2 separate regions of the Danio rerio genome follow, and region 1 is linked to region 2. A link is a contact called in public Hi-C data. All regions are on one chromosome and are shown on one strand. Each heading gives the region's core, a stretch centred on a gene start, on an enhancer-like site or on the middle of the called end of the contact. The rest is flanking DNA. Distances are from core to core; before and after follow the strand shown.

Region 1 (4,682 bases), core at 2,181-4,680, 290 kb before region 2:
CCTTTTTAATCGATGAGGCTTTTGATCCGAACTGTAATAAATGATATATAATAATCACACCACCATGGAAAAGTGAAAATGACTTCGTCGAGCAGGATTCGCCCCCGGCCGGTTCCTGAAGCTCACAAGTGTGACGTGTTACTACAACACTCGGAGCGCCGCGATTGGACGCCTACGTCTGGCGTCACGAGAACGTTCCTCCGCAGGGTTGAATTTCTGTGCGTGCATGCGTAGGTTTCCAATCTTGCAGCGTTTGATGCAAATGTGTTCTGCGTAAACACCTGTAAGCTCGAATTTTTCACATACTTTCAGGCAAAGAGCAAAACAATGTTTTGAATAGCAACAGTTGTTTGTTAAATAGCAACGTATTTTATTACTGATTATTATATTATATTATATTATATTATATTATATTATATTATATTATATTATATTATATTATTCATTCCTTCATTTTCTTTTCGGCTTAGTCCCTTTATTAATGGGTCGCCACAGTGGCACGAACCGACAACTTATCCAGCATATGTTTTACGCAGTGAATGCCCTTCCTGCCGCAACCCATCATATTATATTATATTATATTATATTATATTATATTATATTATATTATATTATATTATATTATATTATATTATATTATATTATATTATATTAAATTATCAGGCTGGAGTTTGCATGTTCTCCCTGCCTTAGGAGAGGGTTTCCTCTGGGTGCTCCGGTTTCCCCCACAGTCCAAAGACATGCGGTACAGGTGAATTGGGCGGGCTAAATTGTCCGTAGTGTATGAGTGTGTGTGTGAATGTGTGTGTGGATGTTTCCCAGAGATGGGTTGCGGCTGAAAGGGTAAAAACTTGCTGGATAAGTTGGCGGTTCATTCTGCTGTGACAACCCCGGATTAATAAATGGACTAAGCCGAGAAGAAAATGAATGAATGAATGAATATTATCAGGCCTAATTATATTATAACAAATAATATTATAATGTATTAATGTAAATAATAAAAACATACCTGTACAGTTGACTAACAAGTTAAAATGACTTTTGTTTATAAATACTGTATATAAATACTGCAAACCAATTTTTTAAACAATTTATGACTTTAAATGTTAAGTTTTACAGATCATTGTAGCCTATACACTTTGTACAGCTGCATTTTGTTTTGTATTTTGTAATTTATGGTTTCATCCAGGATCAAAAATGAGTAATTATCCTACTCTAAAATCTAGAAAAAGAAGAAGAAAAAAATGATTTAGCCCACATCAAAATATAGCTAATGAGAGCTGTAGACTTGTTACCAATTCATAACTCCTTAATTTTAGCACACACCCACATGGTTCTTTAAAAGACTATGGTAATTTGTAGTAAATAGTGCTTTTGAACTTATATTAGTATTTTTTTCGTTTGTAGAAGGCTAGTATCAGGCTTCTAAACTTCTAAAAAATGACTATGGTAATTTGTAGTAAATTACCATAGTGTTTTTGAACCATAGAAAAGTTTATTATACTGCATATATTAGTATTTAAGCAGTTGTTATTTGTGGAATGTAAGTATCTTATGCTTCTAAATATCTAAAAATTACTATGATAAATAAATAGTCTACTATTAGAATCATAGAAACGTGTATCTGCATATATAAGCATTTAAGCCTCTTTTTTCATTTGTAGAATGCTATCATAATAGTAAATAGCTAGTATAGTGTTTTTGAACAACAGAAAAGTTTAATATACTGCATATATTAGTATTTTTTTTCTTTTGTAGGAGGCTAGTATCATATATAAACTTCTAAAAAACGACTATGGTAATTTGTAGTCAATATATTGCTTTTAAACCATAGAAAAGTTTATTATACTGTATATATAATAGAAAGTTTATTATACCATATATATATATATATATATATATATATATATATATACACACACACACACACACACACACACACTAGATATATAGCTAGTATCATATGTTTTTAAAATGACAACGGTAATTTGTAGTAAATAGCCTACTATAGTGTTTTAAACCATATAAATGTTTATTAAATATATTAGTATTTAAGCAGTTTAATAGGCTAGTGTTATATGCTTCTATGAATGACTATGGCAATTTGTAGTAAGTAGCTACTATAGTGTTTTTGAACAATAGAAAAGTTTATTATACTGTATATATTAGCATTTAAGAATTTTTTCCCCATTAGTAGAACACTAGTATCATATGCTTCTGAAAAATGACAATGGCAATTGGTAGTAAAAAGCTATAGTGTTTTTGAACCATATAAATGTTTATTAAACTGCATATATCAGTATTTAAGAAAATTTTTTTTCATTTGCAGAAGGCGAATATCACATGCTTCTAATATGATAATTTGTAGGAAATAGCTATAGTGTTCTAACCAATAGAAGAGTTTATTATACTGCATATATCAATATTTAGGAGGATCTTTTTTCATTTGTAGAATGCTATCATGCTTCTTAACTTCTAAAAATTGACTAATTTGTAGTAAATATAGTGCTTTTAAACCATAGAAAAGTTTATTATACTGCATATATCAGTAATGTTTTTTTCTTTAGAAATAGTAAATGATAGTAAATCATTAGTAGAGAGCTTATATCTATGCTTCTAATAAACTTGTATTGTAATTGGTAGTAAATAGATTATTATAGTGTTTTTGAACCAAAAACGTTTATTATACTGCCTATATTAGTTAGCGTTTTTTTTTATTTGTAGAATGTTAGTATCTTATGGTTCTAAACATCAAAAAATGACTATGATAATTCTATGGACTCTATGGACGTCTGTTTGAATAGGGTTGGAGCTAAACTATGCAGGGCACTGGCACTCCAGGATCAAGTTTGCCCACACCTGGGCTAGTATCACATACTTCTAAACTTCTATAAATGACTATGGTAATTTGTAGTAAATAGCCTATTATAGTGTTTTTGAACCATAGAAAAGTTCATTACACTGCATATATTAGTATTTAAGCCTCTTTTTTCATTTGTAGAAGGCTAGTATCATATACTACTAAACTTCTAATAATGACTATAGTAATTTGTAGTAAATAGCGTTGTGTTTTTGAAATAGAATAGTTTATTAAACTGCATATAAAGAGACTAAGCCGAAAAGAAAATGAATGAATGAATGAATGAATGAATGAATGAATGAATATTAGCCTACCTAGTATTTAGACATTTTTTTCTGGTGTAGAAGACTGTGTTAACGAGTCAATAGATGGCGCTAGATACAAACTTAAATGGAACTTGAACAACAGCATCACCTCTCGGCCACTCGCGCACACAAACATGCACGACACACACAAACGGAGATAGAGAGAGAGAGAGAGAGAGAGAGAGAGAGAGAGAGAGAGAGAGAGAGAGAGAGAGAGAGAGAGAGAGAGAGAATGAATTTACCCATTCGCTGCAGTCACGCTCATTTCTCCGGAGCTCGGGCTGAGGATGCTGCCGTCTCTCCTCCATATCCACGAGGATGCAGGAGCGCGCAGAGGCGGACGGGGGCGAGCGCACCGGGCCGCCTAAACCCACCCACATCTCACCGGCGATCATACACCGTCACTTTTCCAAACTTACAAGAACTATGCACGGGAGCCGGTGCTGAACAAATTGGGCGGACTCGCTCTATATGCCGGCCTTCCTTCTGCTCATCAGCTGTTGCTGCTTTGGGAAAAGTCGAGGCGACTCCCACTGTAAGGGCATCGGATACGAGCATCTCTACACGATGCGTCCTCAGTCTCCCTGACTCCTCCTGACACTGCCTGCCTGCCTCATTAATATTTGATCTGGTACCACAGCAGCAGAAGCAGCAGCAGCAGCTCGCCTCTTCTAATGGAGAATTCTCCACAAGCACAGCCTGGATCCAAGGCGCCGGAAAGTCCAGCAGAAGACATCGCCAACCTCACGGACGAAGAGCTCCTCCAATGGAGCAAAGAGGAGCTGGTGCAGCGGCTCCGGAGGTGTGAAGCCGATAAAATGAGCGTCATTCTGGATCACAGTAATCTGATTCGGGAGGTGAACCGCAGCCTGCAGCTGCATCTGAACGAGATCCGGGGGCTGAAGGTGAGCAGATGAGATCATGGGCGTCTGGAGCACACCTGCGCTCTCCGAGGAGGCGCCACAAGCTCTTGGGTGCACATTATTCATCCTGTAGGAATAACGCCTACTACTGTTGTCTTATGTGCCTGTTTTTTTATTTAAAGCTTCCAAACTTGGCAAGAAGCACACACATTAGTGGCATTGTTTTGATACCAGAACCACATTTTCGTTTTTTTTTATTTATTTTTTTTATATATTGCAGTGTTAAGACACCTGTTGTGTATGAATGTGACCTTTTTCTAATTTTAATATTGAATGTTGCAGAATATTTTTACTCTAAATGATCTAGGAAGACATTATCACAAATGTATTTTTAAACCAGCTGATATTTTTGTCTGTAAAATGCAAATTTGGATTTTTCACATATTTATTTACCTTAAAGGGATAGTTCACCCAAATATTACAATCTACTTACTATTTACTCATCTTTGAGTGGTTTCAAACCATGCATCCATACCAAACCATCATGAGTTTCTTTATTCTGTTGAACACAAAAGAATATATTTTGAAGAAAGCTGAAAACCGTTAACCAATGACTTCCATAGTAGCAAAAACAAATACTATAGAAGTCAAGGG
Region 2 (4,503 bases), core at 1,357-3,856:
TGGGTTAAAAACTACCCAAATTGGGTTGTTTTCAGCCCAATGCTGGAATATATAAAACAGAATGCATTAGGGGTTAAATTGATCAAAGTATTTGGGTTCTTCATTTTAAGCCAATAGAACATAATAGGTACTTTTCAATTTTTCATTTTATTTATTTTTATTTTTTTGCAAATGTCAATTTCTAATATGTTTTTAATAATAAAAGTTGTCACTGGACTCTAAAAACACTGGGTTAAAGTTACCCAAATTGGGTTGTTTTAAGTCTAACTGCTGGGAAATATATAAAACAGATTGCATTAGGGGTAAATTAATCAAAGTAGTTGGGTTCTTCATTTTAAGCCAGCAAATACAGTTAAAGTCAGAATTATAAGCCCACCTCAATTACTAGACCCTCTGAAGTTTTTTTTTAAACACATTTCTAATTAAAATAGTTTTAATAACTCATCTCTAATAACTGATTTACTTTACCTTTGGCATGATGACAGTAAATAATATTTGACTAGATATTTTTTAAGACTCTTCTTTGGAGCTTAAAGTGACATTTAAAGGCTTAACTAGGTTAATTAGGTTGACTAGGCAGGTTAGGGTAATTAGGCAAGTTAAAATGGTTTGTTCTTTAGACTATTGGAAAAAAATAGCCTATAGGGGCTAACAATTTTGTCCTTAAAATACTGTTTAAAAAATTAAAAACTGCTTTTATTCTCGTCGAAATAAAAAAATAAGATTTTCTTATTATCAGACATACTGTGAAAATGTCCTTGCTCTGTCAAACATAAATTGGGAAATATTTAAAAAAGAAAAAAAATCAAAGGGGGGTAATGATTCTGACTTCAACTGTGTGTGTTTTTTCCTACTCAAAATTTATTATATTTACTCTAATAACAGGTTAACGCTATTTTAAAAATGGGTTGTTATTATTATTATTATTATTATTATTATTATTATTATTATTGCAAATGTCAATACATAAACATTATTTTTAATAGAAAAGTTGCCACTGGACACTAAAACACTGGGGTAAAACTTACTCAAATGGGGTTGTTTAATTAGCATGCTAATCAGAAAACTCAAACTGCATTTTGGATCATGATATTTTTTTGAAGTCAGAAATTCCAGACTAGTGCTAAGCAGGCATGATCAAGTAATGTAACCTATTAACAAACAACATAAACGGACATAAAGAGGACAGAATCCTAACAACATATTTTGTGAGCATTTAAAACTGGGGGTCAATGTTATTCGATCTTGTTTGAGTAGATGCACTTAAGAGAAAAGTAGACAAACTGATTTTTAAGTTGTATTGCGTAGCATTTACATTGTTTTGCTGTACTTTGAAAGGAAATTTAAATAAAACAACTCTGTGTTTATTTTAATGCTCTTAAAAAGATGAGTGGAGTAAACTGACACTACTTAAAATCATTAAGTGCATATAACTTATAATACATATTAGAACAACTCTTATCTTTTAAGTAGAGCTCCCTCAAGTTTTTAAGTATATATTATTTAAAATTTTTAGGGCAACTAGTTTCCTCTTATTTTTTAAATAAACTCAACTTATACAGGCTTAGAGTGTTAGGAAAATTAATTACCATTACATGCAGATGTCAACATAAAACCTTAAAGTTACAAACACTAACTAACTAAATAAATTAATTAATAAATACGTAATTAATAAATAAAATGCAATAATCCATGACAAATCAAATAAATAAAGATTGATGCTGAAAAAAATGTCCCATATAGGAATAAAATACACAGTGATAAACAAAACAAACAAAAAAATCTGCTTTTTCCCTGAACTTATGACCAAGCATGTGAACAATATATAAATATAAATATGCATGCATTCCGATATTGAAAAGGTTTATTGTTGACAGTTCTTTGGGGGGGAAATCTCGACTGTCACGTACAACTTCGCCATCTAGTGTTCAGTGTACTATCATGTTGTTCATTTAATAGGTGGCCAACAGCTGGGGTTTACAGAAATCCTGATTATAGTTACATGAAAAAGGATAGTTTAAAAAGTCTGTCATACTTACCCTTCACTTTTTCTGTTTCATCTGTTCGAACACAAAAGACACTGATATCCATTGACATCAATAATATTAGTTTTTCCTGCTTTGGATGTCAATAGTTACAGATTTCCAGCGTTCTTCAGAATATCTTCTTCGGTGTTCAACTGAAGAAAGAAATTTGTAAAGATTTGGAAACACCCGAGTGAGTAAAAGATTAAGCCTTTGGATGAACTGCTTCATCGATATAGGGCTTATAACCAAATAAACATTCAAGACATATTAATTTACATTTATTCAGCATTTAGGAGTAAGAATAGGCTACACTGAAAAAATGATTCATTGGATTTGTTTAATTTTTTAAAGGTAAGTGGTTGCAAACTATATTTATAAAATAAAATAAATAAAATAAATAAAATAAATAAAATAAATTAGATAAATTAATAAATCTGTAAATTAGATACAAATTAGCGCAAGCATGTGATAAAAATAATGCTGCTGACCACAGGGAGCGCTTGTCATCTTGTTCTTTCTTGACACCGCAGCGCCACCGTGCGTCAAGACGCGCAGCTGCACCTCAGACTGGGCTGGGCAGAGCGCGCCGCTCCGAGCACAAGAGCGCACGGATGTCATTTATGGAATAAACATACTGGGATTTATTAGGTAAGTGATGCGTCCTATTTTCACAAAAACAGACAGATTTTGACTCGTTTTTAATTTTAGCAGCAAACATTTCGCTTGATGGAAATTGGTAATTAGCTGTCATGAGCTCTACATGCTACCGATCCGGCCTATTACGGACTGGAGGTCTGTGACAGGGCATGATACGTGATGAAAACAGAAGCACGGTTATTAGAAAAATATTTAGGCCTTTGTATGCGTCGATTTTCAGGTTTTCTCCTCTTGAGCAAAATATTGCGTACTGTGAGTAAATGCGCATCGTTATGCCTTTAAAACAGCTATCAGAATATGCGAAGGGTGTAGAGTGAGCGACTGTCTCTCAGAATAAACATCAGATCTGTCATTACCGGTGAAGAACAAGGCCAGTGCTTGAAGGCAGAGGCGGAGACTGACGCTCCGCTCACACGCAAATGATGCGTTGCTTAGATGATGATGATGATGATGATGCATATTCACTCAGCATGTGTGATTATAACCTAAATATTCCAGCTCAGATAAAAAAAAACATGCTACATTTACCTAAAAGAAAATTAGCCGTAAATGAAGCTTATATACGAATGGAATTTTGCATTAAATGAGATCGGAACATCTCGCGTTATATCGACGTGAATTTGGTCGATCGACGTTTGTAAATGCATTGCTTATTGATATAATTTATGCATCATGTTCTTGTCAGGATCCCTGATATTTATTGCCTTTCTTGTGGATTTTGCTTCTGTCATTCTGAGTCTCTTTCTGTACACTCTCAGAAATAAAGGAGAGCTGGTGGTACCTTTTCAATAGGTACACATTTGTACTTAAATGATCTATATTGGTACCTCAAAAGTATATATTAGTACCTAAAGCATTTAGGAGGTACAATTTTGTACATTTTAGGTACTAATATATATCCCTGATGTAATAATATGGACTTTTTAAGTGCAAATGTGTACCTTTTGAAAAGGTACCACCCTAGTGACAGCTCTCCTACCTTTCTTTCTGAGAATGTACTGTTAAAATTCAGAATCAAAGAGCTGGCTAAAATAAAGTATAGCCTCATTTAGTACAGAGCTGAACAAGAATTATGTTAAGGCACAGGATGTCAACAACTTCGTGGGGATGTTGGATTTTGTTTGGAAATGAAAATCAGATTGACATCAGAACCCAACGTAATGTCTAACCTAAAATCAACCAAATATCAATGTCTAGCATGTTACACCTTGACATTGTGTGGACGTTACCACTATGACATCTAATCAGATGTTGAATTTTGGTCACTTTCCAACACAATCTAAAATTAACCAAATATCAATGTAATTTGACGTCGTTATTGGACGTCAAAGTAACGTTGTCCTTAGACCCTGACTAGACATTGAAGTTTGGTCACCTAACGTCATGATCTAAATCTAACCTAATATTAACTTCTTATGATGTTGTGTACCTGCTGGGAATCAATCAGCCGATTAATCAATCGATCTGTCAATCAATCAATCAATCAATCACAGGTATATTTCCAAAAGTAGGTATTTACCCTGGTTCTAAATTAAGTTAATATAGAATATCTTCAAAACTTTAACTGAAGTAGTATTTCAAACTAGCTAGCATGTAAGCTATGTCAGATGATAATTAAAGGCTTAGTTCACCCCCCAAAAAAAGAAAAGAAAATTCTGTTATTAATTACTCACCCTCTGGTCGTTCCGAACCCTGAGATCTTTGCTCATCTTCTGAGCGCATAGATATTATAGATGAAATATGAGAGATTTCTGATCCTCCATGTACAGCAACGGTCCTGACACGTTCAAAGTCCAGAAGAGAAACCAAAAACATTGTC

The links. Hi-C and Micro-C count contacts between places; a contact is called where the count stands out from the background.
Region 1: a contact with region 2 is called in a Hi-C map of hematopoietic stem cells, with 3 times the contacts expected there. The contact joins the promoter of ccdc85al here to the promoter of cep170ab in region 2. A contact is called at or near these places in 4 of 18 Hi-C or Micro-C datasets (embryo, fibroblasts, hematopoietic stem cells and 1 more) and 1 of 4 datasets of contacts at active chromatin or transcription factors (embryo).

What each region holds. Positions count from the first base shown.
Region 1 is chr6:7,711,423-7,716,104 of GRCz12tu, reverse strand. It overlaps ccdc85al (coiled-coil domain containing 85A, like), which reads left to right and starts at 3,430. Exons shown (of 6, transcript NM_001004570.1): 1 at 3,430-3,523; 2 at 3,642-4,070. The coding sequence starts at 3,840. sec23b (SEC23 homolog B, coat complex II component) reads right to left here and starts at 80. Exons shown (of 19, transcript NM_199777.1): 1 at 2-80.
Region 2 is chr6:7,422,673-7,427,175 of GRCz12tu, reverse strand. cep170ab (centrosomal protein 170Ab) reads left to right here and starts at 2,606. Exons shown (of 19, transcript XM_073953595.1): 1 at 2,606-2,675.